Regions from separate parts of the Sus scrofa genome. Here all the other regions are linked to region 1. Evidence: chromatin contacts called from public HiChIP or PLAC-seq data. All regions are on one chromosome and are shown on one strand. Each heading gives the region's core, a stretch centred on a gene start, on an enhancer-like site or on the middle of the called end of the contact. The rest is flanking DNA. Distances are from core to core; before and after follow the strand shown.

Region 1 (2,730 bases), core at 113-2,612:
GTTATCACTTGACTGTTTCTTACAACTACATGGGAATCTACAATTAGCTCAAAATGAAAAATCGAACTAAAAACTATTTCTTTTTTTTTCATTTGTGATGAACGAGCAGGTAACATTCCACAATGTCTTCACAAATAAAGAAAATATGTACAACTGTCCAGGTGATAAAACCATTTAAACATAACAAAAGCCATCATTTTATTGAACACTTTTCTGTGCTAAACATCTGATAAGCCTTATATCATATAATCTGCAAAAAAAGCCCTATGAGGGAGAACTCCTAGTTCACAGAGGAGGTTCTGAGGCGAAGAGGTGAAATGACTTCCCCAAGCTACCTGATTAATAAGTGGAGCCAAATTCAGAGAGGTATCAAGCCCTTCCAGCAATAAGGCTACATCATTCTATTTTCGTTCCCTTCAGCTGTCCTGACCCTAAAGATTAAAAACTTCCATCAAGCATAGGGAGCATAGCGATAAACAGGCATAGCGATACAGAATCACGTAGTTTTACAAAGGTCTTTCAAAGATCACATAGTCCACTTCCTTCATTTTACAGATAAACAGATCTGAAGTGACCTGCACAGGTGAGTCGCTATTCTTAGCCCCGCACAGCATATTTAAAACTGTATCTCGGTCCAGGATTTAAGAAAAGGAAACAGATTGCTAAATAATTATAGAGACCAAGCCCTCTGGTTCACCAAGCCTCTTAATATTTAAAGGACCAATAAATGACTGAAAGAATGACGCGCTAGGAGGCCCATATATAGAAGTCCAGGAAACTGCAGGCTAACAGGCGTTGCCATGACAGACCCTCGGTTCGAATGAAGCTAGGGCGGGGCAGCGAGCGCCCCTACGTGGGTGGGAGACTGCGGTGCCCAGCAAAGGGCCTTGAGTGACGTGGAGAGGGGTTGAGAGGGGGTGGGGCCTCCGGTGCGGGGCGGGGCCTTGAGTGACGCGGGGCTGGGCTTCGAGAGTCGCAGACAGAGGGAGGTTGAGAAGGCGGGGCCTAGAAAAGGGAGGTTGTTGGGCCTGCCCAAACCAAAATTTTTTCCATAATCATCCCCCGACTTTCTCTCGCGGCCCCGAGTCCACTCGGCAGCGAAGTCGAGGACGCGAGAGTCGGCACGCCAGATTTTCAGTCTGCCCAGCTAGGGCAGAAGGGAAAAGGCAGAGCGTAACCACCCCCTAGTCCCGCCCCGCTCGGGGACTAGCTCCTTACTCACAGCGTCGAAGGGAGGGAGGGAGCGAGTGAGCGTCCCTGGCGTCTACGGTAGCGCCGGCCTGCCCTTCGCCCTTTGCCGCGCGCGCCCATTGGCCATTAATGGCGGCTCCCACGTGAGGCAAAGGCGCGCCTCTCATTGGCCCCTGCGCAAGAGGCGGGGCTAGACAGCACTGGGACTTGGGCAGTGCTGGGATCCAGGGCCGCTTCTGGGGCTTGAGGCAGGGTAGGAGTGGGGCACCGGTGATGGTGCCGGCGCTGCGTTACCTGGGCAGCGTCTACGGACGTGCCCGCGGGGCTTTCTCCGGAGGCTTCCTCGCTGCTGGCGCGCCCGCGCCAGGGAACCTCTGGCTGTTGTGCCAAGGTGGCCGCAGAGCCAGCACCAGGTGAGTAGCCGCTGGCCCGCCCCCGCCGCTTGCGCTGCTTCTCTCAGAAGTGCCTGGTGCTGGACCTCTGCCCTTGCTCTGTTTCCCTGTCCTAGGCGCGAGAGAAGGTCGAGATCTTGTGCAGCCCGGGCTCCAACCTCTGATCCCAGGAGCTACCTGCTGGAATCGTTCGTAGTGTCTGTGAGGAAAAGAGTAAGAAAGGCAGTGTTGAGTAGAGGTCAAGAATACTTGAGGCTTTGAATACAAATCCACCACCTCCTAGTCCACTCTGGGAGGGTTACTTAAGCTCCTTAAAGGCTCAGCTGTGAATAGGATCCTAGTCTATTGCGTAGGTGGTCGTTTGCGGGATTAAAGGACCTAGCACACTGTAAACAATCAAATAGGCTGTTTATTCGCTGGCCTCCATGGTTTTACTTGGAAGGTCTGAAACCGGTCTTAAATCAGTTCTTGGCACACACATGCTGCATAGAGTTGCCCCTGTGAGAAGCAGCTCAGTTAGTTGCTAGGCAAACCCTGCAGAATTCAGCATCCTGTGATTCGAAGTTTGGAGACTTTCTCTGCTATCTGTAGAGGGAATGGTTTATGCGAAGGTTTCAAAGCTGGAAAGTTCTTGGTTGTTGAGAGAACTAGAATGTGAGCAAGATCAGTGTGACTGGAGCTTAGAGGAACAGAGACCGTGTGGAGAGGGGCTGCACCACAGCAGGGTTTTTGTGTTAACTATGTATGAAACCTTGTTCTAAGACCGCTAGGAGTCTTTTAGAGGATTTCTAAGAAGTGATTAAATGTTGATGTTTCAAAAGTTGACTCTGGCTGCTATGTATTAGTAGATTGGAGAGGGGTTAGAGTGGAATAGGATTTAGTGATTCATCGTGTGGGTATGTAGACAGTTCTTTTAGGAACTTTTTCTTAAGAGAAGAAAAGTAAGGTGAGTGAAGTTTCATTTATACTTTTTATTTTGAGGTAATTAAAGATCCATAGGAAGTTTAAAAAGAGCAGAGAGTACTCATGTAGCCTTTTTCACCCAATTTACCCCAATAATAACATCTTACATAACTGTAATACAGTATCAAAACTAGGAAATTGACGTTGGTACAATCCATAGACCTTGTTCAGATTTCATCATTTA
Region 2 (2,730 bases), core at 68-2,567, 460 kb after region 1:
TGTGTTTGGTGAGAGGAGTGTGCTTTATTTTCCTCTCCCTTGCTCATCATAACGCTGGGACTGCTATGTAGAAGGAACACTTGGTACAACAAATGGCCTTCCTCGCTAAAATTTTCTAAGCCTGAAATTTCTTCCTTAGCACTGCCTGTGTCTTTACAACTTATCAAAATTTGTAGGGTGGGTAAAAGCAGTACTTAGAAATTTATAGCATTGCGTGCCTATGTTAGAAAAAAAAGAAAGATCTAAAATCAACCATCTAAGTTTCCATCTTAGGAAATAAGAAAAAGAGGAGCGAATTAAATCCAAAATAAGCGGAAGGAAAAAAATAATGAGATGATGAAAAGAAAGAAACCAATGAAACTGAAAGCAGGAAATCAACAGAGAAAAACTGATAAAACCAAAAGCTGGTTCTTCAAATAGTGAAATCAATAAACCTCTAGCCAGGCTAAGAAGAAAAGACACAAATTACTGATATCAGAAATGAAACAGAACATCACTACATATATCATGGACATTAAAAGTATTATAAATATTATGAAGAACTCTGTGCCTGCATATTTGATAAACTAGATGCAATGGTCTGATTCCCTCAAAGACACAATCTGCCAAAATTCCTAAGAAAAAAATAGATAACCTGAATAAGCCCATATCTATTAAAGAAATTGAATCAATAATAACCTTCTAAAACAAAGCAGGAAGCCCAGATGAGTCCACTGGTAAAATTCTAACAAACATTTAAGGAAGAAACCATACCAGTTTTCTACAATCTCTTTTAGAAGACACAAGCAAAGAGAATACTTCTTACTCATTCTGAGGCCAATATTACTCTAATCCCCAAACCAGACAGATATATCACAAGAAAACAACAGACCAATATTTCTTATGAACATAGATGCAAAATCTTCAAAGTATTATCAAATCAAAAAAATTAAAAAAGAAACACTATAACCAAATGGGACTCATTCCAGGTATGCAAGGCTGATTTAGTGTTCAAAAATCAACCAGTGTAATCCATCATATCAACAAGCTAAAGAAGAAAAATCACATGATCATATTAACAGATGCAGAAAAAGCATCTATTAATGCTTTTAAGAGTTCCTGATGTGGCTCAGCAGTAATGAACCTGACTAGTATCCATGAAGACATGGGTTTCCTCCCTGGCCCTGCTCAGTGAGTTAAGGATCTGGCATTGCCATGAGCTACGGTATAGGTCACAGATGTGGCTCAGATCCTGCACTGCTGTGGTTGTGGCAGTAGACCAGCAGCTGCAGCTTTGATTCAACCCCTGGCCTGGGAACTTCCATATGCCACAGGTGCAGCCCTTAAAAAAAAAGACAAAGAAAGAAAAAGCATTTAATAACATCCAACACCTATTCATGATTAAAAAACAAACCTCTTGGCAAACTAGGAATATAGAGGAACTTCCTTAACTTCGTAAGGAACATCTACAAAAAATGTACAATTACTACTATTCTTAATGATGAGAAACTAGAGGAATAAGGAAAGGACATCCCCTCCCACCACTACCTTTCAACAGCCTACTGGATGTCTTCGCTTATGCAGTAAGACAAAAAGGGGGAAAAGGTTGGGAAGGAAGAAATCAAGTGCCTTTGTTCATAGATGGCATGATTATGTAGAAAATTATAAAAAATTACTGTAGTACATTCAGACAATAGAATATTATTCAGTGTTGAAAAGAAATAAGGCATCTTTTGAAGCCATGAAAAGACATGTAGGGAACTTAAATGCATATTACCAGTGAAATAAGCCAATCTGAAAAGGGCACATATGATATAATTCTAATTATATAACATGGAAAAGGCAAACTATGAAGACAGTAAAATATCCATGGTTGCCAAGGGTGAGGTCAGAGGGAGAAAGGACCAGGCAGAGCAAAGCAGGATTTTGAGGGCAGTGAAAATATTACGTATGATGCTATAAAGGTGGATACATATCACTATACAATTGTCTAAACCCATTAAATGTACACCACCAAGAGTGAGCCTTAATGTAAACTATGGACTTCAGGCGTGTCTAAGCTCAGGAAGCTATAATGAAATACCATGGACCTGGTGGCTTAAACAACAGACATTTCACAGTTCTGGAGGCTGGGAAGTCCGAGATCAAGGTGCTGACAGCTTTGGTTCTTAGTGAGGGCCCTCTTCTGGCTTTGCAGGTGGCTGCCTTCTCACTGCATCTCCATAGGGTGGGAAGAGAGAGCATGTGCAAGCTCTGGTCTCTTCCCTTCCTCGGAGGACACTAATCCCATCATGGGATCTTCACCCTCAAGACCTCATCTAAACCTAATTACCTTTTCAAATATCCCACCTCCAGAAAATTTCACATTGGGGGTCTTTTTGGGTTTCAACATATGAATTTTGTGGGGATACAAATATTCAGTCCATTGCATGGGTAGAAGAAATGTTCTTGCTATACCCACATGGTGGACCATACAGTAACTTCATCAAACAGGAAATTCCAACAGACTCACATTAATACAATGGAAAAAAAGGTGGGAAGGGGTATTATTTGCTTCTAAAACCGATTCTTTTCCTTTGAAATATTCTAAAGTCAAAATTTTAATTTTTTTTTTCTTTTTAGGGCCACACCCGTGGCCTATGGACGTTCCCAAGCTAGGGGTCGAATCAGAACTGAAGCTGCCGGCCACAGCCACAGCCATGGCCACGCCAGATCTGAGTCATGTCTGCGACCTAAACCATAGCTCACCAC
Region 3 (2,730 bases), core at 62-2,561, 370 kb before region 1:
AATTTTCCTAATCGTTGTAAAGTTAACACAAGGAAACAAAAAGCTGATTCACTTTCAGTGATTATAAATCAACAAAGGAACAACTGTCCAGGATTTCTGAATATGAGATAGATGCAACACTTGCAAAGCCTCCAACCAAGCGTCCAACGCTAGACACCAATGATGCTGAAGGGTTACGGCTTGTTTTTGAGCTACAGAGCAGGACATAAATCTGGCCATGTACGTTTCAGAGGCTCAACCAAACGACATCAATCAGGCAACTCAGCAACACTTGGGCAAGAACAAGGGAACAGCAACAACTACAACATTTAGAGAAAAAAAAAAGTAACTTTCTGGGAACTGCCAGTGTTGGTATACCTTCAATGGTAAGCCTCACTTCCCAAGTGCCAAGGCCATACTGACTCCTGTGTTCCTAGCTGATTTTTTTTTTTTTTTTTGAAACCTTGAAGGAATATATTCCTGACTGGTTTAATGTTCTTCATTACATCAAGCTACAAAACTAAGAAAATCATTTTCTCTGGAGCACCTTCCCAGAGTTATCTGAGAAGCTGTCTTCTGGGTTTATAGTTCTCAGTTTGGCTCAAAGAAAACTATTCTCTACTCGTATTGTAGAATAATTGTTATTTCCATGACAACTCTAAGAAGAAATAATGTGGCTAGGAAGTAAGGACAGTCATAATTAAATTATGCTAACATCAAAATTGTCTTAAATAGGAAACAGTAGAAATCACATTTGGCTTTTTCCTCCGTTTTCTCATCAGAAAGATGCACTCCCTGGCACTCAGGAGACAGATTCATATCTGTTTAATTAGTGTTGGACGGCCTAATGCTTTCGCAAAATCAGGGATCTAGATTATTTTTTGGTGCGGCGCTAAGCTAAGGGTGGTGTCCCTTCAACTCTACTGGCGTTCTGTGTGAACACGGACCTGAATTCACCAGCCCAAAAAACTCTAAGAGGGGCGTCCTCTGCCGTGGAGGAGGACAGGAATGCGGCTGTCCCGCGCCACCCGCTCCCTCAGGGTCCGGGAAGAAAAATCTGTGGGTAAAAAGGGGCTCCGTTGCAGGAGCGCGCCACGGCCTCCGGCGCTCAGTCTGGCAGGCTTTGTCCTCAGACCTCTAGTGCCCGAGGTACCCGCTTCTCGCCGAGGGGGAAGTGAAGGTGGCTGCAGCTACAGGGCCGGCCCGCTAGCGGAGAGTTCGGCCAGCGGTTCTGTAGCGCCACCGCTCCCAGGAGCTGGAGTGGGGGTAGGGCAGCGGCGCTCGCGCCGCGTCGAGTTTCCCAGAATTCCCAGCGGCCGCGGGGAAAGTTTACAGGACGTAGGCGGCGGCGGCGGCGGCGGCGGCAGCAGCCGTAGCGGTTACTAGGCGGCCCGCGGCGGACCATGGCCCTGGCCGGGCGTCCCTGGCCTCTCCTCTCGGAGTACTCGGGCAGCGTCGGGGAGCGGGCAGACTTCCGGGAAGGAACTGAGAAGCGACTGAGCGGCGGTCGGCGCGCGTAGCGCCCCGAACATGCGGCAGTACCTGTGGGCGACCCGGGGCTGCAGAGAGGAGGAGGAGGAGGAGGAGGAGGCGGAGGCGACGGCGGCTGCTCCGGAGGGAAGGAGGCGGCGGCGCCGACGGAGGTGGCGGCGGGGAATCCCGGCGCCGGGCGCGGAGCCTTAGGGAGGCTTCTTGGCGTGGCCTGAGGCCTTGTGGACAAGGATGCTGTCCCGAAAGAAAACCAAAAATGAAGTGTCCAAGCCGGCCGAGGTGCAGGGGAAGTACGTGAAGAAGGAGACGTCGCCTCTGCTGCGGAGTGAGTGTCGGGCGGGGCGCGCCCACACCTGGCCGGGGTGCCCACGGGGACCCGGGCAGAGTGCCTGCCGCCTCTCTCCGCGGCTTCTTTTCCTCCTTGGTATCTGTGAAATACTCGTTTTTAAAATTTTCTTGTGCTTAAAGTGGTGTTGGTTGTATGAAAGCTGATGAAGAGTAAGAAACTTATATTCGTCCACCTCCGACCCCCTCCCCCCCAAATAACCACAGACTTCTCTGTCTACTTTCGTCAGTGTTGTTGGTTTTGATTAACTGGAAGAAAGAGGCTCTTTGGGAAACACTTAAATTGCTTATCCCCTGGGCTTATAGGAATTAAAGTGATTAGACTGGGGCACACTTTTTCTTCTAGTTACGTCGAGATTTGCTGTATGTTTGCAAACATTGCGGATGTCACTAGCCCGTTCTGCAAATTGGGCGAACTCTCGGGTAGAATTCCTTAGCCCAGCTGTTGGGTGCAGACTTAAGGAGATGAAAGGTGATCATTGCTATTGTAGCCGCTACCTAAAGCCTCATCAATCGTAGATCTTAGCGAAGAGGAGCCAAAATATGTATTTGGCTGTGTTCGTGAGAATTGCTTCAAATACCAGCTCCCCCGCCGCCGAGAATCAAAAAGGCAAAGTACTCAAAATAATTTCATATTTTACAGGAAGTTACCAAAAACTTTTTTTTTTTTTAACTCTAATAGAATGCATTTTTCTCCCACCCTACCCTGGCACTTTTCTTCTCTTCACTTTAAGTATTTGATTCTAATTTTCCAGCTGAATCTATTGAATTTTTAATTTTCGTGTGTTCAGAACATCTGTGAGGTAAGGAGCTAATTTGTTGGTGCTCATTCTACAGGCTGAGCCCTTTGTGTAAGTTTTCTTCTGGGAGGCTCCTAACCTTGTGACTTAAGCATTACCTCATATTGTAATTGAG
Region 4 (2,730 bases), core at 116-2,615, 340 kb before region 1:
GGCCTGGTGCAGAAAGACAAGATGGTATTTGAGGACTCTGATCTGAAAGCATTAGGATTTTTTTTCCCATAAGTCAAATTTAGGCCTTGTCAGTGTATTTTTTAACGTTTTAGTTATAAATATTATCCTGCAAGGTGTAAACAGAGCTTGTCAGCAGTTTGGCTTTAGTTTACTTGAAATTATGTACATATTCACAGAAATTAAGCATAGTTTGGTGTCTGAGCTAACCTACAGAAGCCTCTTTATCTGATAATATCCATATAGTATAGGAATAGGATGAGGAATCATACCAGATGGACTTTTTTTCCTTTCTCCCCTCTTCTTTCAATCATGATACCACTGACCTTGTATTGTACATAGCTCTTGTTCATATGCTGATCCTAAGTCATATATAATATATTCATATATTTCCTTAAGTCTGGAGGAATGTGTGTCTGTTAAACATTTGTCACTTCTGGAAGCTGATAAGATTGAGGAGGGTTATTCTTTCTACTTTATGTTATTGCTACTCTATAGCCATTGTAGAAAGAAATAACATAGAAAGCTTTTCCTTTTTGGGGAAAAAATAGTACTAAAATGGAATTCTTTGCTTCTTATGAGAAAAAATAACTCAAAGATTATAATCCCTTTCAACTCAGGTTCTATGAGCTAGTTATAAAACTTTAGGAAACTATCAACTTTTTTTTTTTTTTTTTTTTTTTTTTTCCCCAAATAGATCAGAACTTTCCAAAAATTGGCCGGTAAGAATAGAGAGTATGTATTTTACTGCTTAAAACAAGAGGTCTAGAGACCTGTTACCTTTTAGTTGATCCTAAATTTTTATCTCTGAAGAGGATGGAAATGGTTACTATTGTCTTGTCAACAAAAGGTGAACTGTTCTTTGAAGTAGATAATGGAGAATCAGTTACTTAATAAAAAAGAGGTTTTAGCCAAAAATTAGCGTGTTTCTTCCTTTTGTTAAACAGTTGACATCTTATTTCCTAAAAATGCCTTAATTTTGTCTTTAGCAATAATTTAGCAAAGTAATTTTTGCACATGTACCTTTAGAACAGATGTTTTAAATTTTTATTAATTTTAGTTATGCTTCTAAATTTGTTCACAGAAGCCTGTCATGTATCATATAACTGTAATTCTAGTTGAACTACAGGGTAAATTTATAAGATTTAATCATTAACAGGAAAAAGACCATTAGGGACATGTTTACTTTCCATTATTCTTCACATACACACACACACACCCAACAGCATTGTGGCACAGACCCTTATTTTATTCCTGTGACTTGGTGTTCCTGCTGTATGACTGTTGACTCATTTCTGGGTGTAGGAGGAAAGGAGTGGGTACACTGTTACATAAGACAGGCACAGGGAACTGGGGCTACACTATAATAACCAGGGCTGGGAACAGCAGCTTTTGGCTCCTGAGGGCAGCATCCACTGGAGTGTGCACATGGTTTTTTTGGTAGCATTACAGCAATTATTGTTTGAATATATATATATATGTGTTATTTATAAGTACTGTTTGGATAGAATACTGCCCTAAGAAAAAACAGCAAAAGAGGTGCTATAAGAAAAGGAAGGATATTGGAGTAGTTTACAGCCTATTTTCTGAATGATTTACCTGTGTATTTAGAGCATAGTGGCTAAAAGGTAAACTGAAGCAGATCATTTGGCTTGTGAAGAAGAATGGGAATTACATACTTTTCTAAAAAAATAAAAGCAAGCATAGGCAGAAGGGAAGTAACTGCATAGAAACAGCAGGGACAAGAATTTGGAATGGAAATTGGCACATTGCATACTTTGCTCATTTATGCTTTTCCTTAAAGTGCTTTTTCTTCTTCCCAAAGTATTTTCACTAATTATCCTGATTTTGTTGCTTCTACTCAGAATCCTATTCTTGATGCTAAATGCTGTGATTGGGAATAAGCACGGTATTTACCAAGATTACCCTATTAATTCTCTCTTTTTTTTTTTTTCTCCCTTGCTAGAAAGTACATAGGCAATAAATGAGCTTTAACATTTTTAGAGTTCACCTGGCATAAATTTAAGCATCTTGAATCTGTGGACACTGCTGAAATGCTCCTTAGTTAATGTAGTTCAGACTTAGAAAGATGAAGGTTTTTGTTAGGAATTATGAATTTGTTTCAAACAAATAAGTGAAATCTTAAGGTACATGAATGGCAGAAGTTCTAGGAAACATCTTAAAACTTTTTTCACAGGGGCTCATTGAGTATTTCTCATGCTAGTTCTCCAATTTATGTCCGCAAGTAGTTGGAGTTTCTCACTAAAGAGATATTTCTATTAGTAAATTTTCAGTGCTCATTAAGTAATTAGTAAATTTGGTATCCAACAAAATGTTTACTTTTTGATCTTGTGTTTTGTGCTTCTGGTATTCCTAGTACACATACCCAAGTTGTACAGAGAGGTATGGCAGCACGCCAAGCTCTGTATTTGTTTACTTTGTCCATTTTTAAAAAATGTTAGATGTTCCTTTGGGAATAAGATGGTAAATGAGTTCCCCATCAGAGGATCATCAATCAGGTAGGAAATCTTGTCAATAATTACTAAGAATAAATTTATTAGAATTTACAATTGAAGGTCTTCCTGTTATGTCCATTCTGCAATATGATTTGAGAAGTATAACTTTAATATTATATAAATATATGCCTTGCTGTAGGTCAAGTTCTTTCTCTAGTCTTGGTAGGTATTAACATCAGAACTATTACTCCGATGC

The links. HiChIP or PLAC-seq counts read pairs in DNA pulled down with a chosen protein or histone mark.
Region 2: a contact with region 1 is called in an H3K27ac HiChIP or PLAC-seq map of alveolar macrophages. The contact joins the promoter of KLHDC2 here to the promoter of L2HGDH in region 1. A contact is called at or near these places in 2 of 47 Hi-C or Micro-C datasets (liver and skeletal muscle) and 1 of 2 datasets of contacts at active chromatin or transcription factors (alveolar macrophages).
Region 3: an H3K27ac HiChIP or PLAC-seq map of skeletal muscle shows a contact between it and region 1. The contact joins the promoter of SAV1 here to the promoter of L2HGDH in region 1. A contact is called at or near these places in 3 of 5 promoter capture datasets (fetal liver, fetal skeletal muscle and liver), 4 of 47 Hi-C or Micro-C datasets (embryonic fibroblasts, heart right ventricle, mesenteric adipose tissue and 1 more) and 2 of 2 datasets of contacts at active chromatin or transcription factors (alveolar macrophages and skeletal muscle).
Region 4: a contact with region 1 is called in an H3K27ac HiChIP or PLAC-seq map of skeletal muscle, with 2.9 times the contacts expected there. The contact joins the enhancer-like site here to the promoter of L2HGDH in region 1. A contact is called at or near these places in 2 of 47 Hi-C or Micro-C datasets (embryonic fibroblasts and fetal heart ventricle) and 2 of 2 datasets of contacts at active chromatin or transcription factors (alveolar macrophages and skeletal muscle).

Annotation. Positions count from the first base shown.
Region 1 is chr1:180,067,800-180,070,529 of Sscrofa11.1, reverse strand. L2HGDH (L-2-hydroxyglutarate dehydrogenase, mitochondrial) reads left to right here and starts at 1,362. Exons shown (of 10, transcript XM_001926818.5): 1 at 1,362-1,604. The coding sequence starts at 1,465. ATP5S (ATP synthase subunit s, mitochondrial) reads right to left here and starts at 1,373. Exons shown (of 5, transcript XM_013993389.2): 1 at 1,223-1,373. The coding sequence starts at 1,358.
Region 2 is chr1:179,607,613-179,610,342 of Sscrofa11.1, reverse strand. It overlaps KLHDC2 (kelch domain-containing protein 2), which reads right to left and starts at 1,317. Exons shown (of 13, transcript XM_001925208.7): 1 at 1-1,317.
Region 3 is chr1:180,433,039-180,435,768 of Sscrofa11.1, reverse strand. It overlaps SAV1 (protein salvador homolog 1), which reads left to right and starts at 1,311. Exons shown (of 5, transcript XM_001927720.7): 1 at 1,311-1,795. The coding sequence starts at 1,702.
Region 4 is chr1:180,408,671-180,411,400 of Sscrofa11.1, reverse strand. The region is part of intron 4 of SAV1 (protein salvador homolog 1); the gene reads left to right. Among named protein-coding and RNA genes, the nearest start is that of SAV1, 24 kb to the left of the region's middle. Within about 2 kb of position 1,365, at least 4 of the 83 cell types and tissues checked have an H3K27ac peak or open chromatin away from gene starts, as enhancers often do. A contact at or near this core is called in alveolar macrophages and skeletal muscle, where this site is marked.